Regions from separate parts of the Mus musculus genome. Here all the other regions are linked to region 1. A link is a contact called in public Hi-C data. All regions are on one chromosome and are shown on one strand. Each heading gives the region's core, a stretch centred on a gene start, on an enhancer-like site or on the middle of the called end of the contact. The rest is flanking DNA. Distances are from core to core; before and after follow the strand shown. Region 1 has its middle 16 kb from the start of Ptgs2. Region 2 has its middle 37 kb from the start of Ptgs2os2. Region 3 has its middle 57 kb from the start of Ptgs2os. Region 4 has its middle 61 kb from the start of Ptgs2os2.

Region 1 (2,820 bases), core at 225-2,724:
CCTCCTATCTGGCCCTCTTTAAAGATCCTTTCCTCCCTCTCCCAGAAACACTGACTTTTTCAGAACTTAACAGCCACAGGCTAAAGATATAGTAAAGAAAAGAGCTTAAGATAAGTAGTAAAAGTTCTCTGTTATGTAATCTAAGAAATAAGAATCATTTTAGCAAGATCCACCCCTCATTAAACTCAATCAGAATTCAAGAGAGATCAGATTGGGTGTTGCTGTGTTTAATGTTTAATTAAATTGAATTTAAATTTTTGTTTTAAAGTTTTATATTAAAATTATTTGCAATTTCTACTAAACTTTTTTATATTTGCATTTTAATTATTTTTAAGTTTACATTCTGTGTGTGTGTGTGTGTGTGTGTGTGTGTGTGTGTGTGTGTGTGTAAAACTTGCCAGAGTTGACTCTCTTTCCCATTCTACCACCTGGGTTCTGGAAATTAGATTCAAGTTGTCAGACTTGTGTTCTTACCACTGTCATGGTTAGGGTTTTATTGCTGTGAAGAGACAACATGACAGCGGCAACTTTTATCAGGAGACATTTAATTTTGGCTGACGTACATTCAGAGGTTTAGCCCAATATCATCATGGCTGGCAGGAGGCATGGCTGGGGCACAGGCAGACTTGGTGCTGCAGAGGCTGAGAGTTCTACATCTGGGTGGAGGGTGAACAGGCAGCAAGTAGGAAGACAGAGATACTGGACTGAACATTTGAAATCTCAAAGCCTACCCTCGGCCCCCAGTGACACACATCCTCCAAGGTGACATTTCCTAATAGTGTCACTCCTTATGGGTCTCAGGGGCCATTTTCATTCAGACCACCACTACATCCTCTGAGCCAGCACATCAGCTCTTGTGGTTTGTTGTCTGAGACACTCTTCTATAACATACTTTTGGAACTCACTATGTAGCCTAGGCTGGCCTTCAATTCAAGGCGTTCCTTCTGCCTCACCCTTCCAAATGCTCAGGTTGCAGATGTGAGTTATGATATTCAAGCGATATTTTAAGCAATGCACAAGTCATTGGAGAGGTCCATGTACATTCGCTCTCAGAAATGAATACTCCAATTACATAGAAGCCACATTTCCAGGAAGTGCTCAAGAAAAGAGTCATGATTCCACAAAATTAAGAACACAGAACAAGCCACATACAGTTCACACCCCAGTAGTTTTCTTTCCTAGATAATTACAAACAAAAGCAGCCAGGAGTTTGAGTTAGGCTAACCTTGCACCCTGGGGACTCCATCACTAACTCTCTATCTCAGGAACTCCCATCACGTGGCCTCTGTGGGGATGGAGTTCCCTTGCCTTTCACTTGCCCCTATTGTTCCGAGTAGGTGATGTGGTAGCATTATTGCGTGACTTTCCCCTGGCTCTTAACCAAAACTGTTCATAATGACGACATTCACAAACACAGGGCGGGGTATGCTCTTGAGAGAATGTCTTGCACTGACTTAGCATTCTGAAAGAGGCTAAGAAAAGGGGCCAATGGGTAAACACTCTTGCTCCTTAAGCAGTAAAAAGGGTGGCGATGACTCACATGACAAGAATGTTCCTTTCGCCCACACCCTGAAACCTCCCCTTTAAAATGCAAAATCTAACATTATCATGCTATATTTTATTTAGACTTAATTTATCTAGAGTATTATCTAACCTCTCACTGCTGAGGTTTTATAATGCTCCTTAATTTGGAGGAAATCCTGCTTGAAAGAAAGAACTTGATCAATCCAGTCCGGTGCGGGTGGTACCAGCAGAGGCAGGAGGCTGGGTTTTTTGCTTTCTTGGTTTTGTTTTGAGGCCAGCTGGACTCTGACTTAAAAATAAGTAAATAAATAGATAAATAAATAAATAAACACATAAATTGTACTTGTATAAAATCTCCAATTTGGGGGACTTTCAAACTGGATACATTAGCAATGGATATTCTTTATTATTTTTTTTAAATTCTTTTCACACCTACAAAATGATACATGCCATAAATATTCATTTATTTATTTATTTGTTTATTTATTTATTTATTATTATACACAAGTACACTGTAGCTGACTTCAGACACACCAGAAGAGGGTGTCAGATCTCATTACAGGTGGTTGTGAGCCACCATGTGTTTGCTGGGATTTAAACTCAGGATCTTTGGAAGAGCAGTCAGTGCTCTTACCCGCTGAGCCATCTTGCCAGCCCCATAAATATTCTTAAAATAAATTTACATTAGTAGGTTAATTTAGAGCAGAAACTGTGTTTATGTTTAGCAATTTAGGATTCCATTTGAAATCACTAGAGAGACATTGCGATTACAATGCAATGGTGGATCACTAGACAAATTCTGACGCTGTAAACCTTGCAAATTCCCTATTGATAACACTCAGGTGATCAAGATGTGGCGGTGCCCCAGGTTCCCGGAGTTCTCAGGCTTTGCAATTAGACAGCCTGGTTTGCTCTGGCTCTTCCCATTTCCAGCTTTGTGGTAAATAAAACACCCACATTCCTCATCTTTAAAAGGCAAACTAGAGAACGCAGATGGAGCTAGGTTGGTGGTGTCTGCTTAGCATGTAGGAAGACCTTCGTTCTAGCCTCACCTTAGAGCTCGAAATTTGCTGTGGTGGTACAGACTTGTAATTCAAGAGGCCTAAACATTCTCCAGGTGGAGGCAGGAGGATAGTCCTCAGCTACATAACTCATTCGAGGCTAGCCTGGTATATGAGATACATCAAAAAAACATGACAATGATAAGTTATTTTTCTGCGATTAGGAAAGTGATTCTTGTTCCGCCAATACAGGCAACTGTTAAAAATCCTTATTTCAATTCAATTTCTTAACTAA
Region 2 (3,089 bases), core at 354-2,853, 87 kb after region 1:
ATAATTAAGTTATATAAAGGTATTCTCCACAGCTCCTTACTATTAGCACAACAATGCAATTTTATATACTTTGGAGTCTAAGAGTACACATCTTGGAATAGGAATGGGGTTTGTTTTAATCCTGGGTATACTAATTTGACCACTAAAAAGGATATCATTTACTTAATTTCTTTATCAAATTGTGAACATTTTAAAAGTTATACATACTTCATATTTAGGATCCAATGTGTTCAAAAATAAGAAATCTCCCTTTTGAGGCTCCAAGGCCTGACACTATTATTAATGCTGTGGTGTGCTTGCAGACAGGAGCCTAGCTAGCATGGCTGCCCTCTGAGAGGCTCAACACACAGATGAAAGAGTCAGATGCAGACACTTACACCCAACCAATGAACAGAAGCTGGGGACCCCTGTGGTTGAACTAGGGAAAGGATGGAGCAAGCTAAGGAGAAGGGTAATCCCATAAGAAGATCAGCAGTCTCAACTAACCTGAACTTTGAGACCTCAAATACACTGAGCCTCCAACCAGGCAGCATACACTAGCTGATATGAGACCCTGGACACATATAAAGCAGAGGACTGCGGGGTCTGGCCTCAGTGAGAGAAGCAGCACCTAACCCTGGAGAGACTTGAGACCCCAGGGAGTGGGGAGGCCTAGCAGGGTAGGGGTGGGAATGGGGACATCCTCTGGGAGACAGGGATGAGGTGGGGGTTGGGGAATGGGATGAGGAACTATCAGAGGGTGGAACAGGAGGGGGATAATGACTCAACTTTTAAAAAAGATTAAAGATAATTTTTTTAAAATTCTCTCTTTTGTTCTTAGTCACGATAAATGCAGTGATTTATTGGACATCTCCAAAAGTTTTCTCCTCCTTTCTATTTGTGGTTCCTTGGCTTTCTTTGTGGTCTTCCCTCCCTAGAAAATTTCAGAAACATTATAGATTTAGAGATGTTGATGGAGCCCCAGATGGAGGTTTAATCAGTAGATAACTTTCCTTTTTACTTTCTTTTTTCCCTTTCTCTCTCCCTTCCATCAATCCAACCTTTCTTCCTTTCTCTTTTTTATTCTTTCTTTTCATCCTAGTATCATACTCCTGATGACCCAAATTAAGTCAGACAGTCACCTAGACTCTAGCAGCTATGGACAGTAGGCTAGAATTTACCATAGAAACAGCATCACTCCTATATGACACTAGAGGGGAAAGACAGTGTTGGGGAAAGTAGAAAAGGGCCAAGGGGCATTATATTGACTATCCAATCAAATAAAGGACTTATTCTCCAAGTTCAAACAGCTCAGAAACTAGAGCTACAAGTGACAAGCAAAAGTAATCTGATTTTTCTTATCTTTTCCTTTCCCTGTGATTTAGTTACAATGCCTTGTTAAGATGCTAAGTGGTGTGGAACAGATGATAAGCAGAGATACACTATATTCTGAACCATAGCGAATTCATAGCTAGATATACAAAAACTGACGCCTAGCAATTTTACCAAAAAGTATTCATTGATGCATTAAAAATATTAAATGTCCCAAGATCATATTGTTTGAGGAAAAAAATACAGCATACTACAGCCCTCTCCTGGAGAGTCATGATATACACTTAGGTTCTGCTTTTTAAGATAACATTTTTTTAAACAAGAGGACAATTGTTTGTGTTCTGTGTTTCTTCTCTTCTAAAGGCTTTGGACTCACTGTTTTCTGCACATCAATTTATCTTAGTTCTGTGAGTGGCCTCAAGTTTTTTTACATGCTAAAGCCCTCACTGTTGCTTAAATTTAGGATAGATAAGTGTTTTGGAGGGCTGGACAGTTTTTAGGTAGTGGGGGTCCACAGGCCTGGGGACCTAAATGTAAGCGTTGGGTTAGGAAGACATCTTTGGCTTCATCATGAGTCAGGCCCTGGTCTGACTCTAACAAATTCTACCATATTCAATGTTTTGAATACTTTTCTATTCTGATTTCATTCCCAAAGCAGCTAGGATTTTGGAGAAATCTAATGCAATTCATCAAAAGAATGCTAAACCCCTTGAGATAAAGGCTACATTGTAGTTATGGTTTCTATAGTTAGTTTAAAAAAAAGTCCATAAAGATTTTTTAATAACAACATGGAACTTTATTAAATCTTTATTATATTGATCTCTTCTAATAAGTAGTAGATCATGATAGAAAGCATTACAGAATAATTCAGGAGTAATGTAATCATACAAATTCAAATTTTTCATGGAACTTCGAATTCATCTTCTCTAAAAGTTTATTTTTAAGAAAATGTTAAAGAAAAACAAAAATAAACAAACAGAAGAGACCTTACCATGGAAAGTGGTATCTATTAGAGTCAGGCCTCTCATGGAGAATAAGGCATCTTAAAAGAAAACATGTTACCATAAAGCCTACACTATCATAGAAAACTAAAACAATGAGAAATAGAATTGTTGGCATGACAGCTAGAGTTGTAAGGCCATTTTACACTGGGTTCAAAGACATGTCAGCCTAGGTAGCTTCTCCTTCATTGGTGCTTGAACAAATTGTTACTGTGAATCACCAAGCATAGAGAAAGATCTTGGTGACTACGAGAACACATCTTACCGGGTGACTTTTAATGTGTGTGTGTGTCATTTATATCAAAGGATCATGGGGCTATCCCACATTGCAACTATGAATTACAAGAAATTTAAAGGGAAGTTTTTGAAGATTAAAGATTGGAAAATCCCTACTCCTTCTGTCGCAATGAAAAAAAAATCCCATGTAACTGATAAAATAAATAAAGGATATATTCAAATAGACGTTTCAAATAAATCATTGGCATACATGTAAATTGAGCCCATGTAGACAGATACGGTGAAGGGAAGAGATACAGGAGGCAGGAACAGGAAATCATTTCTAAATAAAATACAAGTGCAGTTGATTAAGAAAAAGGAATGTTTCCTTATAATCTTTTTTCTTTCATTGAATGTAAATTCTATTCTCACATAAACTATCCTGATAACAGTCTTCTTTCCCTCTACTCCTCCCAATTCCTCTCCCACTCCCCCCACCCCACTCCCTTTCTGTCTCTCATTAGAAAAGAACCAGTTTCTAATATAAAATATCAAAATATA
Region 3 (2,823 bases), core at 134-2,633, 72 kb before region 1:
AGATACCAATAATGCCATCCACCCTTTACTACTTCATTCAAGCCTGTAGGCAGTAAAGTCTTATCACAACATTGTGCTCTCCCTTTTAACTTTTAGATGTAATTTTCTCCTGAAAGTAGTTTATGTTTTACCAGTACCCCACTGACGTGAAGGTTCATTCTTATGTCTCCAGCAACAATTCCTGCACAAAGTTAGCTTGCAGATGCCAGGATGTGCGTTTTGGCATATATGGTATGTATGTGGGATGGGGTGGGCGAAGGAGGGGAGGAATAGGGGATCCCCTCTCCATATAACTGATGTTGCAGTTGATATTCAGCTAAGTGTTTCCTGAATGGATCTGAAATTCTAAACCTAAGAAATGGGACCTGGCAGCCTAGTTGATCAGGTACATAGATTCTGCTTCTTCAGAAGCAATTTTGAGAATACGCATCCTTTAGAGAGGTGTCCATTGCTTCTACTTGCCAGAAGTTTCTAACAGAGTAAGTCTTAGTAGCCAAAAACCTTCTATAGACCCAGAATTCAGTGTGTGGGTTAGTCAGTAAACTTTGCCACTGGATAAAAACAGTCATCCTTAACTTATAGCCCGTTGTAGTAACATGTACCTTTAACCTCAGTATTCAGGAGGCTTAGGTAGGAGGAGCTCCCTACATTTGACATCAGCCTCAGTTATATGAGGAGTCCCAGGCCCACTAAGACTAAAATAGTTAGACCTATTTAAACAAACAAAAAAAATCAACAGTAATTATTTTTCTAACACACGAGTTAATATAATAAAATCATATAATTAATCTGGGCCAGGGGTGGCAAAAACAAGAGTTGAAGTTTTGTTATTGAATTGATGTTAACATGGCTGGAATGGAAAAGTCCTAGAACCATGGTGGTGAAGCATTTTAGACTGTCCAGTGACCATCTCCGTGTCTGTATCTGGAAAGAAACATAGCTACCATTTCTGAGCACTTTATTGCATATCAACAACTAGGCATTTTAATAACACTAACTCATTTAATTTTCATGAAAAGGTGGGCACTGTCTCCGTCAACTCCAGCTCTACCTCTGAGTGAGCTGAAACACAGATGTAAGTAATTTAATAACATGAGGCATCTGCTCCGAGCTTGTTCTCTTAACTGTACCAAGTGACCTTTGTCACTGGAGCACTCTCATGCTAAATGTGTCATCTTCAGGGTTTGTTAGCTGAGTCTCCTTATTTGGAGCTTTATTTCCTTCCTGAGACAGAAGAGTAGAACGCGCCCTCTTGATTTCCATGTCCTGATTTCTCAGGTCACTGATACACAATACTTTGCCCATGAATCCACTGGACCCTTCCCTCTTCCCTGCCTCTGGAGTCATTTCATAGTAATGCATGACCATTGACATAACACAGGACCACTGGCACCTGTGTTTATTTTAAACTGACAACGTCATTACTCACATTCAATGCTTACCCTGTCTGGATCTCACTTCAGATAATGCCTCTAGACAACATTCCAGCTCTAAATACCTCAGCAATTACAGAGCTGGGCCTGGAGAAATTACAAACTACCACTGAAACCTCAAAGTTAAAAATGCCATGGTTGACACAATGGCTGTCATGCCAGCACCCAAATATATTGTCCTATGTGTTTCAGGAGGGCTTGGGATAGGGTCTCATTTAGTAACACAGGCCTTGTGTTCTCAATCCTTCTGCCTTCATGTGTGGAATACATGGCCTACCAACAGATACCAAGACCAAACACAACAGGTTATTGCCTTTGTATCTTCCAAAGCTTTTCGATTTTTCCCAATCTCTCCCTCCTATGATACTTCTTTCTGATTCTTTTATTATTACCCCATTTCTATGGGAACATGTGCATGAGATCTTTTGCTCAGTGAAGGAAGGCTGCTGTCTTCTCAACTTTAGTTTGCTGTCTTTGAGGTCCTCTGTGACCCAAAGCAAAACAGGCACTGAAGAAAGTGGTAGCATAATGTCTAGAGAGAAAAAGATAGCTTCACTGACAATAGGATCCACGTGTGCTCCAAATAAGAAAAGAAAAAGCAGGATTGTGGTGGGTGATTTTTTTTCAACTAATTTAATTACTCTTTAGGGACTAAATTAAAAATAGCCCCTTGATTAAAAATAACTCAGTTCTCCTTTTTTAATTGAACCAGCATTTGCACAAATGTCACAGCTGGAACAGCGGCACTCAGAACCTCGGTGCTTCATGGAAAATACAAATAAGTAGCCAGGTCATACTGGTCTGCCTGATCATACTGAAGATAGAGCATCTTTAAATGTTAACAGATGTGTGAACAAAGGTTTTCATTGATTTCCAATTGGTTGATTGATTGACGTGGAACTTTCTTTAGATGTCGGGGTAAGGTTGAGCCAACAGAAGAGCCAAGGTAGCATGTGCTACTTTGAATATTGAAACTAGAAGTTCACATGATGATGGCTCCTTTTTGAGACCTGTTAAAGAAAATATCCATTGTAATTACTAAAGGAAAAGAGTCCTTTGAGATCCATCAGGAATTGTATGGGCAACCTAACATCCTTGCTGTTTGTGTCTCAGTTTTACTTGAAGTATAAATTGTTTGAGAGGTGATCTAAATTTGTTTCAAGCAGTTTTATTATCCAGAGCTTTTTATTCGTTCATTAGGCTTTTTGTCCCAAAGTACAGTTCACATTTCTTGTGCTATTACATTTAATAGCACTTTGACTGATGGATAAATGTTTGGGGGCACCTACTTTGTGTTAGGAATTAATGACAGAGCCTAAGCATGAATGAATAACTAACTCAGCTTCTTGGAGGTCACGTGGGAAATGACTGGCCCATACTTACTTAGCTG
Region 4 (2,827 bases), core at 195-2,694, 110 kb after region 1:
TATAAGACACGGATACCCCAGGTTTCAGGCTCCAGACTCCAGTCCCCTGTGCCATTCCTAGCAATCATTCCTGAAGAAATATATGTATCCAAAATAGGTACATGGCTTTCTAAATTAACCATAACAAGAACATATCACAAATGATAATGAGTGTTCAATAATCTGAGACTCAGAAAGAAAGTGCTGTCCAGACATGTTCCAAAGCCATTTTTTGTTGCTGTTTCTTCATTGAGCAGATATAATTGATTCCTTCATCAGCTGCTTGTCATTACTCCAACTTTCAGTCCTCTCCCTTCACTAGAGTTCAAAAGATAGGAACTGAGAGTAGAATAAGTAGATTAAGACTGTTTCCCCCGAAATTCAGACCACGTATGTATTCAGCAATATCATGGTACTAACTGTAGTAAGTAGGCCTTGTTAAGCCTTAGGTCAATGGTATCTGAAAGAAGCTTAAATGAGAAAACAACATATTGGAAATATAAATATTATAAATACTTTTCTGTATACACTCTGGAAAGTGGGTTGCACTTGGAAAACTGAAGAATGAAAAAGTAATAATCTAACTCAGGTTGTCAGGGCTTAGAATGAAACCAATGATTTAAATTCTCTCCAGAATTGGTTCCATCTGATTAAAAGGAGACATTGACTACAGCATTTTTCTCTTTAGGTTTAATTAATTTTTAAAATTTCTTTATTTTATTGAGACTGGATCTCACTATAATGCTCTGGCTGACCTGGGATTTGCTTTGTGGCTTTCAACTCACAGAATCTACCTGCCTGTGCCTCTCAAGTACTGGATTAAAGGCGGGCACCACCAAAACCAGTTACTCTAAGTTTTGTTTTGTTTTGTTTTAATAAACTAATTTAGTCACATCTTGAAAAGAATATTCTAACATAAAAGGGAAAATAATTCTTTCATAATAAATGGGAAACCAAATGATAAAATGTAAATGGTAAAACTCCCCCGCATGATACAGAAAAGTCTCCCTTGCTCCATCTTTAACATTCTAGTACTCGTCAAATAAACCTAAACAGACGTCCTAAGAAGTCACACCTCAGAATGACCCACACGGTTTGTTTCCTGTTAGATACAAACCTCCCTGTTGTTCCGCTCTATAATTTCACTTGAATACATTTCAGCAATGACTCAGCTTCTCAGCCTACCAATAATCTACTGAGAAAATGGCATGTTCTTCACGTACAGCAGCTGGAACACAACCAAAAACTTTGCTCAGATTGCCCCCCACCCAATTATCTCATTCCCAGCTCAAAAAGTGGCACACTTCCTTGTAAAATCAGTGAGAGGCCGAACTCTAAATACCATGACAAAGAGTGAAAGTTAATTGCAAACATCAAAGGGACATCATTGAGGGATTACCTTGACCTGTATTTGGGGGGCTTGGGTTCCTTTGATGAGGCCACTGCCTGGGATCTGTGCAGACTTGCCTCTACTATGCAGGGTGAGTCACAATCATCCAGGTCCAGCAAGCTTCAATAGGTACCACCATGGCATAGCTGAAAGCACAATGCACTCTTGCTTTGTGGTTCTTGAGCCTTAACACATCAGCAAGGTTTTAGTTAAGACCTTTATTTCACTAATACAATCTCACTTTACCCCATTCCTTGCTCATCTCCCCATCACAGCTCAGATGAGTAGCTGAGCTAAGGTAATGGTGATAGCTGGTCCTTTCTGGTCATTATGTATTAATTCACATAATCTTTATAAGAACCCAATTAGATATGTAAGGAAGTTATCTTTAGCACAGATAACATAACAAGACCATAATTTAATAAACCACAGCTGGAGGTAGTCAATGGTCTAGTTCAAATTTGAACCTTTGTCACTGGCCAACCATCACACGATGGTTCTAAGGCCTATACTTAGAACCATTGTACTACAACCATTCTTGGCTTCATATCTTTTTGGGCAACTTAAGGCTTTGGTGAATGGACTTTTTCTAGATTTCTAACATGTCTTGAGAATCATCTCATGGACACTGTCTCACCCAGCATAGGAACAGTAACCCCCGCCTAAGTTAAAGCTAATCTTTACATTTCCAGCCTTCTGGCAACAGCACCTCCAAAGTTCTTCCTTCTCCTTGCTTCATTTTGATGGAGTCAGACTGACTGTTTGATCTGCTTTTCCCGCCTAATACCTGTATGGTAGAAAGTGTTTTCCTCAGTTGAGAACTAGTGGTAGCAAAGAAAAAATAAGGAAGGCTCTCTCTTCATTGAATCAGTGACAATAATGAAAGGAAGTTCTCTCTTCTACACAAATTGTAAATGGTTGCTAGGCTGAAAGATCCTAATTTGCCAGCCACTAATCAAGATATGTTTTCCTCTGGGGACAGTTTACTAGGCCAAAATCACACCTACCCTCTGCAGTTTTGTAAGAGGCCCCATCATCTCTTGTTTGACTCAGCAGGACATATCCCACCTGGTTTCCTAGACACCCATACTTCATCATTTTACATTCTGGTCTTTACATTCTGTCCTAAAAAAATCTACAAAAGACAGATCTAGCAGAGTTACAACTATATATGATGCTCCAGTGACTCTCTACTGATCTTAAGTACAACATTTCAAGATACTATCAGTTCCCTAGCCCCACAATTTCCAAAACTCATCTTTTATAATCTTTCCCAGAAGTGGACTGAAGTGGATTGAATGAGATTAGCCCTCATAGGCTCATATATTTGAGTTCTACCTAGTGGGTAGAACTGTTTGAGGAAGATTAGGAGATGAGGCCTTGTTGGAGGAGGTATGTCACTGGGGATGGACTTTGAGGTCTCTCACTCTCTGTTATAGAGGCTATTTCAAACACTTA

The links. Hi-C and Micro-C count contacts between places; a contact is called where the count stands out from the background.
Region 2: a contact with region 1 is called in a Hi-C map of pancreatic cancer cells, with 3 times the contacts expected there. The contact joins two enhancer-like sites. A contact is called at or near these places in 5 of 39 promoter capture datasets (the 3T3-L1 cell line, the HPC-7 cell line, HPC-7-derived erythroid cells and 1 more), 1 of 15 datasets of contacts at CTCF or cohesin (the NIH/3T3 cell line), 17 of 484 Hi-C or Micro-C datasets (the C2C12 cell line, the HPC-5 cell line, the NIH/3T3 cell line and 9 more), 1 of 115 datasets of contacts at active chromatin or transcription factors (pancreatic cancer cells) and 3 of 9 other capture datasets (adipose tissue, liver and macrophages).
Region 3: a contact with region 1 is called in a Hi-C map of pancreatic cancer cells, with 2.4 times the contacts expected there. The contact joins two enhancer-like sites. A contact is called at or near these places in 1 of 39 promoter capture datasets (macrophages), 1 of 15 datasets of contacts at CTCF or cohesin (the NIH/3T3 cell line), 1 of 484 Hi-C or Micro-C datasets (pancreatic cancer cells), 1 of 115 datasets of contacts at active chromatin or transcription factors (pancreatic cancer cells) and 1 of 9 other capture datasets (adipose tissue).
Region 4: a contact with region 1 is called in a Hi-C map of uterus, with 2.2 times the contacts expected there. The contact joins two enhancer-like sites. A contact is called at or near these places in 3 of 39 promoter capture datasets (the HPC-7 cell line, HPC-7-derived erythroid cells and stem cell-derived epiblast-like cells), 1 of 484 Hi-C or Micro-C datasets (uterus), 1 of 115 datasets of contacts at active chromatin or transcription factors (embryonic stem cells) and 3 of 9 other capture datasets (adipose tissue, liver and pancreatic islet).

Annotation. Positions count from the first base shown.
Region 1 is chr1:150,114,162-150,116,981 of GRCm38.p6, forward strand. No RefSeq gene overlaps it. Among named protein-coding and RNA genes, the nearest start is that of Ptgs2, 16 kb to the left of the region's middle. Within about 2 kb of position 1,475, at least 62 of the 459 cell types and tissues checked have an H3K27ac peak or open chromatin away from gene starts, as enhancers often do. A contact at or near this core is called in the NIH/3T3 cell line, the STO cell line, pancreatic cancer cells and 1 more, where this site is marked.
Region 2 is chr1:150,200,633-150,203,721 of GRCm38.p6, forward strand. No RefSeq gene overlaps it. Among named protein-coding and RNA genes, the nearest start is that of Ptgs2os2, 37 kb to the left of the region's middle. Within about 2 kb of position 1,604, at least 12 of the 459 cell types and tissues checked have an H3K27ac peak or open chromatin away from gene starts, as enhancers often do. A contact at or near this core is called in the STO cell line and pancreatic cancer cells, where this site is marked.
Region 3 is chr1:150,041,893-150,044,715 of GRCm38.p6, forward strand. No RefSeq gene overlaps it. Among named protein-coding and RNA genes, the nearest start is that of Ptgs2os, 57 kb to the right of the region's middle. Within about 2 kb of position 1,384, at least 28 of the 459 cell types and tissues checked have an H3K27ac peak or open chromatin away from gene starts, as enhancers often do. A contact at or near this core is called in the NIH/3T3 cell line and pancreatic cancer cells, where this site is marked.
Region 4 is chr1:150,224,622-150,227,448 of GRCm38.p6, forward strand. No RefSeq gene overlaps it. Among named protein-coding and RNA genes, the nearest start is that of Ptgs2os2, 61 kb to the left of the region's middle. Within about 2 kb of position 1,445, at least 1 of the 459 cell types and tissues checked has an H3K27ac peak or open chromatin away from gene starts, as enhancers often do. A contact at or near this core is called in uterus, where this site is marked.